Linked DNA regions of Ovis canadensis: region 2 is linked to region 1. Evidence: chromatin contacts called from public Hi-C data. All regions are on one chromosome and are shown on one strand. The core of a region is the stretch at or near the end of the contact, and the rest is flanking DNA. Distances in the headings are between cores, read along the strand shown. Region 1 holds the start of GADD45A (growth arrest and DNA damage inducible alpha). Region 2 overlaps GNG12 (G protein subunit gamma 12).

Region 1 (4,684 bases), core at 1,508-4,007:
CTAAATACTTATACTAGCAAAGTACTTTCACCTTTGTCATAGAATATAACATAATCATGGGTGTGATAGCTCAACACATATTCTATTGGTTCGAAACAAGAAATGGGTTCTACCCACACGCAAAGGAAAAGGCTTATACAAAGGTTAACATTGGGGTTAGAGATCATTGAGGCCATCTCAGAATTTTCCTACAGATGGTCCAAGAAACTAAACGTTTATGTTAAATTCAAATGGAAATATTGATCTTATGAAATTATACATTTTTAGGTGTAAATTGTCTGAACAGTCTTCTTTGAGAAAAAAATTGAGGGAAATTGAGAGCCTGACTTTAGAAACTAACTTTACCAGACTTATACAAAAAAATACTTCAGGAACCTTAGGATTTTTAACAACAAAATGTAATATAATACAGTTCTAGATAAGTATTAATAGTTAATACATCTGTCATAGACTAATTGATATCCTTCAATGTGAAGAATAATATGTCTAGTACTGAAATAATACGCATCATATTTCCTTCAGATGTTAAAGGGTTGATGAATTTTTGAAAGAGAGAAAATTTATCATTCTATACTACAGAACCAGTAGTAAGAATATATGTATGATAATAATGAAAAAAATAAAAAAGACTTTTAAGATGTAAAGCAGGCAGCAGTGCTAAAATTATTTGACAACTCCTGAATATAAATTTATTTTTATCTAACATCTAAATATAACCATTTAGCATCATTATAAATATTACCAGAAGGTCATTCAGTTCTGTGCAGTTGAAGTACTTGGAATTACCTGGGATAATTTTTTAAATGATTATATATATTGGAATTATATTTTAATACAGATTATTTTTAGAATATATGAAAAATGTACATATACACATATGTACCTATCTAGGGCTATTCCTGTAATTTATCATTGGATACCATCCTCCCCAGGGACAAATAAGCATTTATGAACAGTATCATCTAAATGCATCCTAATATATAACTGCAATCTAGTGGCAGACAAATGCAGCTCCTACTTCCAGTGTGAAACACCAAAATAATCAGTGATGAAACAGTCTAGGCAGACTCAGCAATGAGGCAAAATGGTGTAACATATCTGAGTCAGAAAGTATGACAGATGAATATTTTTGAATACTGGAAGGCTAGGCTTATCTCACAGAGAACAACCCCATAGCACTTGAACAAATCACTTTCCCTTGAAATCAAATAAAGAATGCAGTGTACTTGTTGAGTGAGAAACTGGGCCTATATTAAGAAGTAATCTTTTTATACCGCATTTTTACTTATTATAATTGACCTTGGTGGGGTATTATCAGGGCTGTGGTTCACTTGAATTGGAATAACAATACATGGGTTCTACTGTCCTACAGTTTCCGTTCAGATGACTAAAGTCATGGGACTTTCAGCATAGCTGGCTGATGACAGTGCATAGTATTTTGTCCCCAAACCCAGTTCAAGCATGGGCATAATAATTAGATGGTAAGCCCTTTAAAGGCAGAGGGCCAGGAATTGTACAGTTCTTGGTATATTGTAGGACAGCAAAAAAGTTTTTTTGAACTAAAATTAAATGTGGAATATCTTAGAATTCATGCATTGCACAGGACTGCAGTATTCTGAGATCTTATTGTTCAATTCAGATTCTACTTAACTCAGTGAACACTGGCCATGCTTCCACCAAATGCAGAAATTGTGGTAGGTGCCAAGAATACCACGTTGATGAAGTCACACTCCCTGCTGTCAAGAAACTCACTCGATTTCCTAATTTGCTGTCAGTTTACAGTGATCATACTTCTTCCAAGGAACCTCTAAGAAATACCTAGTGAGTAGAACCTTGGAGTTCCACAGAACAGAGTTCAACAGTCTCCAAATGATGACTCAGGCCAGATTGCATAATTCAGGTTTTGTTTGCAAAACTGAAAATGCTTCAGCACCTACCTAAATTCCAATTTAAAGGAATTCTTTAAAAGACGCTACATGTTGAATTTAAGGTATGGATATGAAACATACATTTCTGGGTAAATGACCCACAGACCAGCACCATTCCTTTAGTCAAAACTTGTCCCTTGCTGACAATGCAGTTAAGAGATGAAGTGCAAAATGGCAGCTCAAATAAATGAGCCAGAAAACCTGACCTATCACTTTTCTTTTCCTCTAAATTAAGATCAAGAAAGCTGAAGAATATTTTGTCTAGAATGATATGAACATACGGGTACAAAAACTCCCTTGTAACTTAGCAGAAAATTACTTCTGTGACCTTTGTCTGTACAGTGACCTTAAAAATGCAAGCATTGTTTTGAAAGCAAGCATATGGGAGTATTTTTTTTTCTTTTTTTTACCACTTTTGGTGACTTCAGTAGGTTTAACACATATTTTTGCATTTATTGCATAAACTCATGATACAAAGAACTTTCAACCGATTCAAACTCTACATTCAATTTTGTTTTTCAAAAATGTAGAACTACTACTTTCTTTCCACCCACAGATTGCCATTATCTCAAAGGTGAAATTTTAGCCTATGACTAAAAGGACCTATAGCGGCAACTTCATGATTCAGCAACTAACATCAATAATTCACAGTGAGATCATAGGCCCCCTGTGGAAGGTAGTGACATACTTGCCTTATGAAAGGAAGCTGAGGGCATATCCAGAGCATTTTGAGTTTAGATGTGTGCCTTGTGTGGGTGTCAGACTTTTGTCTCTTAGCTGGTGCCCTGCAGAAGGATCCTCCTTTGGGAAAGGCTGAGAAAGATGAATTGGGGTTGTGAGGCTAGGATAAAATGGTTATACATGTAGTAACCAGCTCCTCCTGAACTCAGTTTTCCACAGTTACCCTGGGCAGGTGGGAAGTCTTTCTGCTTTCTGCATAAAAGATTCCAACTTGGTTTCCTGCCACCACCAAACACAAATGTGTTGATTTTTCTTTTTTGAGCTTCCAACCCTTGCAAGTTTCCAAAAATAAATCAAACCAGCCATCAGGGCACCGAAATAATACTACTACTAATAAGCAGCTTTGCTTAGACTTACATAAACAACACTTCTGAGGTAAACTTTGCCCCAGAAGTCTGGATACACTCTTTTTATATAACCTGCGTACTAATAATTACTAGACTTGGGTGCATTAACCCTGAAAATAGATGTTAATAGCAGCCCCCCAAAACAAAAGACTTGAAACGACAATAAAAAAAAAAAAAGCGCACCAGCAAGAAAAACACTTGGCAGCCAGCTCCAAGCTGAAGACACCCTCCTTTCCCCACCCCCCTACGAAGATCTCCGCTCCTACCCGCCCCGCCTACCGGGTGAGAGTAGGCTCGGAACCCCGCCCGCCCCCGCCCCCTAGGCTCTTTTTCCTCCTGGCCCCTCCCTCTTCCGCTCCTCTCCGCCTGGTTCCTGGAGCTGAGGTCAAATTGTCTGAACAGGCTGATTTGCATAGCCCAATGGCTGCGCGTATGCAAATGAAGAGGATGGTGGTTGGCTGGGGGTTGGCAGGATAACTCCTGGGAGCGGGGCCTTTGTCCTTCAGTGGCTGTGGGGCAGCTGTGGAGTTAGTGTCGTGGTTAGCGGCGAGTGGGCTGCTGAGAGCCGACTAACGAGCAAGCGAGCGAGCGGGGCGGGAGGGGCGGACGGCGCGGTGGTGGCGGGCGCTGGAGGAGCCTGCAAGGGAGTGTGGAAAGCAGGCGCCCGCGCGCCGCCGGTGGCAGGAGCAGCTCGCACGCCGCTCTCTCTCTGTGGGCGACCTGCAGTTGCAATATGACTTTGGAGGAATTCTCGGCTGGAGAGCAAAAGACCGAAAGGTAAGTCGGCCAGAGCCTCTGCCAGAACTCTGCTTGCCTCCTGCGCGCACTCCGGTGCTGCTGGGCTATGCAAGGTTAATGGGGAGCGAGTGGTTCAAAGTTTGCAGCGGGTACCTCCTATCCCGCCTTTCTTCCTCTGGAACACTCCGGAGGCGCGCGTGGACGGGAAGAGCGTACCCCGCACGCCGGTCGAGCCCCTCGAGGCTTTGCAAACGGCAGACGTGACCGTCCCTGCCCGTGCAGCTCTTGCGGCCGACAGCCTGTGGCTGCACCCAGCGCCAAGGACTAGTAGAGCACTAGGGAAAGGGTGGCGGATGTCACTCTCGGGGCTGCTCACAGGATGCCGGGCCTCTGGGCGTAAGGGTTATGGGGGGAAGGGGATGATATCCCAGGGAGTCCTGGTTTGCAAAAGGTCGAGGGGCGCTATTGCGCTTGCCCTCGGTTGGGAGGGTCGCGGTGCAGGGCGAGGAGGCGGCGACTACCCGGAGGGGCTTAGTGTGACGGGATCCCCTTGCTTCTTCCCGCGTGTAGGATGGATAAGGTGGGGGATGCCCTCGAGGAAGTGCTCAGCAAAGCCCTGAGTCAGCGCACCATCACCGTCGGGGTGTACGAGGCGGCCAAGCTGCTCAACGTGTAAGTGGAGCCCTCGCGTGACCCTCTTGGTTCTCCTGTTCGCCCTAGCCAGAGAAGGTCGCTTTCACTGGTCTCCCCTCGCCCTGCAGCGCCACTTCCTGCCGCGTGCCATCTGTCCCGTGGCTACTTGTCCCAGGGGGAGTGAGCGGACCCGGGCGCGACCCCTGACACCTGGGCGGGGGGTGCAGGCTGCCACGCGGCGGGGCTTGCCTTTGGGCTCACCAGCCCGTTCGTTCCCTGCCCGCAGCGACCCGGATA
Region 2 (4,684 bases), core at 990-3,489, 72 kb after region 1:
TAGCCAAAGCTATAGTTTTCCCAGTAGTCATGTATAGATGTGAGAGTTGGACCAATAAGAAAGCTGAGCGCTAAAGAATTGACGCTTTTGAACTGTGGGGTTGGAGAAGACTCTTGGGAGTCCGTTGGACAGCAAGGAGATCAAACCAGTCGATCCTAAAGGAAATCAGTCCTGAATATACATTGGAAGGACGTATGGTAAAGCTGAAGCTCCAGTGAAGAACTGACTCACTGGAAAAGATCCTGATGCTGGCAAAGACTGAAGGCAGGGAGAAAAAGGGACGACAGAGGATGAGATGGTTGGATGGCATCACCAACTCAGTGGACATGAGTTTGAGCAGGCTCCGGGAGTTGGTGATGGACAGGGAGGCCTGGTGTGCTGCAGTCTATGGGGTCACAAAGAGCGACTGAGCGACTGAACTAAACTGAACCTGGCCCTCATATTCCACAGGGGTGCAGACAAATAAGAATTTCTGTTAATGCCTGCTGCATCTGCTAAGATATGCAATAACATCTTCAGTTTGGATAGAAAAAAAAAAGTTGCATGAAGTACAAAAACATAAAAACCAAACCAAACGAAAACAACAACAAAAAAATGGAAGTAAAGATTTTAATTAAAGCCCAAAGTGCCGAGAAAAAGAAAGAAAGATATGCAAGTACAAAGCTCTCATGTATCTCCAGACTCCTCTGAATTCTTAGAGGAGGTGGTTTGGGTGGGAGACTGGCTGAGTTAAGAATCTTTACTGTCTGAGCCACCAGGGAAGCCCCTAAGATACTATAAAGTGGTTAAATTAACATACTCAGCAGGTACACGGGCTTTCTAAAGCTGAATACCAACTGGGATAATTAAAGGCTAGAACCCTCTTCTTTTTTAAAAATTGACTCCCCTGTAAACTACCTGCTGACAAAGGCATAATTGTAAGAATACATAAGGAAACTTCTTCTCCATTCTTAATCTAAAGAAAAAGAAACACACACAAAAGTCTTACTTCACCCCCAAGCTCAAGGAGCACACAAATCCACTAGAACTAAAAAGGAAGTTACAAAATGCTTTTTTCTTTCTTTCTTTTAAATTAAAGTACTGCAACATCCTTGCTTCGCAGTAACCAGTCTGTTGGAGGCTGGGAAGCAGCTAGGGCTGGGGAAGGCTTCAGCAGGGAGGCAGGCAGCTGTCCGGGTGAGGCAGGGAGGTGGTCAGCCCAGCTCTGCCCTGAGGGATGGAAGAATGCCCAGGAGCCTCCTCCGTGGCTGTTTGGCCGAAAATAAAATCTGCCATTTTTTTTTTAAATACAGTTCTAAAAATAGGGGGTTTGGCTTAAATCCTCCAGTTGGTGTTTTGATTTTTAAATTATGTGCAGATGATCACGGTTAAACCCAAGTGAGTACTGGTAAATAATTCAGGGAGGTTGCAGTTTTATTTTGATTTCAAGGCTCTAAAACATTTCTTCTCTTAGAATCCAGGAAAGGTGAAAGGAGATCAAAGGAAGGTGATAAGAATGGAGAAGGCTTAAATTCCAGTTTGAAAGCAAAAGGCAGCTGAATATTCCTAAAGCAAAAAACATATTTTAAAAGCTTTATTTTGGGGGAGGGGACTAAAATTCGCCCAAAATAAGTGGAAGAAAAACTGGTGAATTTCATCTTACTCATACCTTTCCTAGTGTCATTTCTGGATGCAAACTTCATGTACACAAAACTGCAAAAATGCCACTTTTAAAAGAATAAAGACTCTTCTGAATGTTGGGTGATGCAAGATTTGGTTTTGGAGATAACAGTTTTAAAGTTTCCTTGATTAGGTACCAATCATAACCAGAATGTATTTCAAGATTGCTATCTTATTATAGCATCTTTATTAATGAAGATTAATTTCACATGAAATTGGGCTATTTCTAAAACGCTTTCACAGAATGGGACATAATGGGTGTGGTTGGGGAGTATTATAAGGAAGCAAGTATTAATGCTATGTGCTTCCAGATAAAATGACTGAAGCAAATGTTTGACTTCACTTGTGAATTTTACAGATGCAATTTGCATCTCTAATCTCCAGAGAATAGAGGTTTGGAATTTGGGGTGTGTGTGGGTAGCATCATGTGTGAACCATGAAAGTCACCATCTCTCCCCCTCTCCCCGGAACAAACACCCACAAACCGATGGGGAAGCTCTGAAGGTTAAATTGGATAGTTCAATTGTCCAGGAATGTACGCTATGCAAACAATGTCGGCTCCCTGTGCCAAGGCAGAGATACTGTGGGACTTGAGGCTGCTGGCCACGAGGACAAGGATGGCGGGGCACAGTTCTAGTCACTGCGGCCAAGTGGGAACCCAGGAGAGTAACTGCAATGTTTCAGTCTCTTAATCTGCAAAAGACAAATAATTACAGAACTTGCTATATTAAAACCAGACTGTGAGTCGGCCTGGGGCGGGGGCTGGCGTAGAGAGGGAGGGGAGGGATAAAGAACCTTTCTTTTAGGGAGGGGAAAAAGGAGAGAAAACTTGCAAAGTGAACTATGGTTCACTTTTCATGGAACTCTTCTGCTTTGCAAAACGGTGCTTCTAAAGGGGATACGTCCTGGGTATTTAGGAGTTGGGTTAAAGGTCCATAAAGAAATCCCTAACTTTTCAGACGCTGGAGGCAGAGAAAGTAGTATGAGGAGGCACGTTGCCAATCAAAGATCGATCCCACGTGAAGGTCAGAGAAGGCCAGAGGGGATACCATAGGCTTCTGGGAAGATGCAGTTTGCTTTACAAAATTCTCCTTTAGGCCCCGCCCCCGCCCCAGAGAAACACAAGAGATGTGGTATCTTCAACTGAGGCAGCAGGAAGGGGATGGGATGCTGATGGGGGTCTGGGGAGCAAGGAGAGAGGGTAGAGGAAGGGCCCCGTCTCTCCTTGGGATGGCTGGTGTTTTATTTGCACCCTCTAAGAGTTCCTGAAATAATTAACATGTGCTGCCATTCTTGTTTTTCCAGTGGTGATTTCATCCAGTCCCTGCAGAAACTCAGAATTAAATCTCATGGCTTTGTTTTTTGGAGAGCAACTCTCCCCCATACAGGGGAGTTCTGCATACCGTGGAGGGCACGTGAGGCCTGCAACGTTCGCAGAGCACTAATCATTAACACGCTGCTTTTGAAGGCAGGGCTCCCCTTTCTCTGCTGACTATCACATTTCCTTCCATTGGATCCTGCCCTGTCTGGTTTACTTTCTGTTTCTCCCACTCGTTTCCACGCATTCTTCCGTAACACATGCGGAGTCCAGAACAACCTCTCCCTTTCAGCTGGCCAGCTCAACGCTTCCCTCACAAACCCTCCTTTTTCAAAATAAATTCATCCCTGACTTATTTTTCCAAGGCCTCTCCCTCTTCTTACTGCCCTGGGAGAATAAGTTCTCTTCCTTCCCAAATAATGCAGGAGAAGTAGGAGCAAGATTTGTAGGAAACTGTAAATAAAAAGTTTTCTGAGGGGAAGAAATACCTGGTAATTAAATGTGGAGCCAGACAGATCTGGGTTTGCGTCCCAGCTTTGTCATTTACTAGCAGTGAGGCTCTGGAAAGTTTGGTTATGTGACCTCCCTAAGCCTCAATTTTCTCATCTGCAAAATGGAGATAATAATGCAAAAACTCTGTTAAGGGCTATAAGGAGAACTGAATGAGGTAAATCACATGAAATGCTTCCAGTTCCTGGAATGTAGCAAACACTCAACAAATATTTGCTGCTACATTACTATTATTATTTAAACCTTTTGGATAGGAATGTCACCACCCCCACCGACTTGCCCCACAGCATCAAGAGTAACAAGGACTCTGCCTCTAAAAGCTAAAGAACAGAACCATAAGGAAGGCTTGGGCACAATTATTTGCTGATCCAGCCTCTGGGAAGCATTTCTCGGAGGCAATGTACAGAAGCGAGCAAACGGTCTATTTTTAGGCATTTCCCATCAGGACACAGTGGTTGATCTGGATGCCTTACCTGGCAGGCCAGCCTGGGCCACAGCCCCCTTCTCTGCAGGCTGTCAGCATTCCCAGGGGGATGGAACACAGCCCCAGACTCAGGAATTTTACAGTCAATTTGCCTCCCTCCTGATGTCCCTTCTCCCTTTTGGTGACCTCCAGGCTGGGGCTAAATGAAAAGCCAAAGCTCAGTCTCATAAGTAAGGCAAGGGGCCTGCCTGCTGCTACTGAGCCACCGCTTGTCTCATTTGTAGAGTCTCTGAGAAAATAACACCCCAAACGCACAAAGTCAGGCTCCAAATCTCAGAAAGACTCTGATTCACCCGGGTGTGCTGAAGAGCTGGAACTCTGGGTACATGAGGTACATCCCTGCCCAAGTTGCCAAGAGTCTACCTACCTGAGAGAGAGAGAGAGAGAGAGATGAAAGGAAGGAAGAAAGCAAGACAGAAAGAAAGGAAAAAGGGAAGAAGCCCGAACCTTTCCTAATAAGGTAACACCACATGCCAGCTGTGGCTCTGAATGGCTCAGCATCCTAGGACCATGTGACATTCCCTGCAGCCATGCCTTCACGCTTCTGTGAGGCTCTCGGGGGCAGAATGGGAAAGTCTTCAGTGTGCCTATGGGGATAACAAACAAATAGGGACAGGCTCGGCCGGTGGGGCCCCACATTTTCCTGATTAACCACAAGGCCTCACATCCCTCCTTCACGCTGTGGCCTGCAGGACCCCTGCTTTGTAGCTCAG

Evidence for each region. A called contact is a pair of places that touch in the nucleus more often than the background predicts.
Region 2: a Hi-C map of lung shows a contact between it and region 1, with 2.4 times the contacts expected there. The contact joins the enhancer-like site here to the promoter of GADD45A in region 1. A contact is called at or near these places in 2 of 2 Hi-C or Micro-C datasets (fibroblasts and lung).

What each region holds. Positions count from the first base shown.
Region 1 is chr1:44,009,959-44,014,642 of ARS-UI_OviCan_v2, forward strand. GADD45A (growth arrest and DNA damage inducible alpha) reads left to right here and starts at 2,758. Exons shown (of 4, transcript XM_069563951.1): 1 at 2,758-3,793; 2 at 4,325-4,426; 3 at 4,674-4,684. The coding sequence starts at 3,750.
Region 2 is chr1:44,082,097-44,086,780 of ARS-UI_OviCan_v2, forward strand. The region is part of intron 2 of GNG12 (G protein subunit gamma 12); the gene reads right to left. Among named protein-coding and RNA genes, the nearest start is that of GADD45A, 72 kb to the left of the region's middle. Within about 2 kb of position 2,240, the one cell type or tissue checked has open chromatin away from gene starts, as enhancers often do. A contact at or near this core is called in fibroblasts, where this site is marked.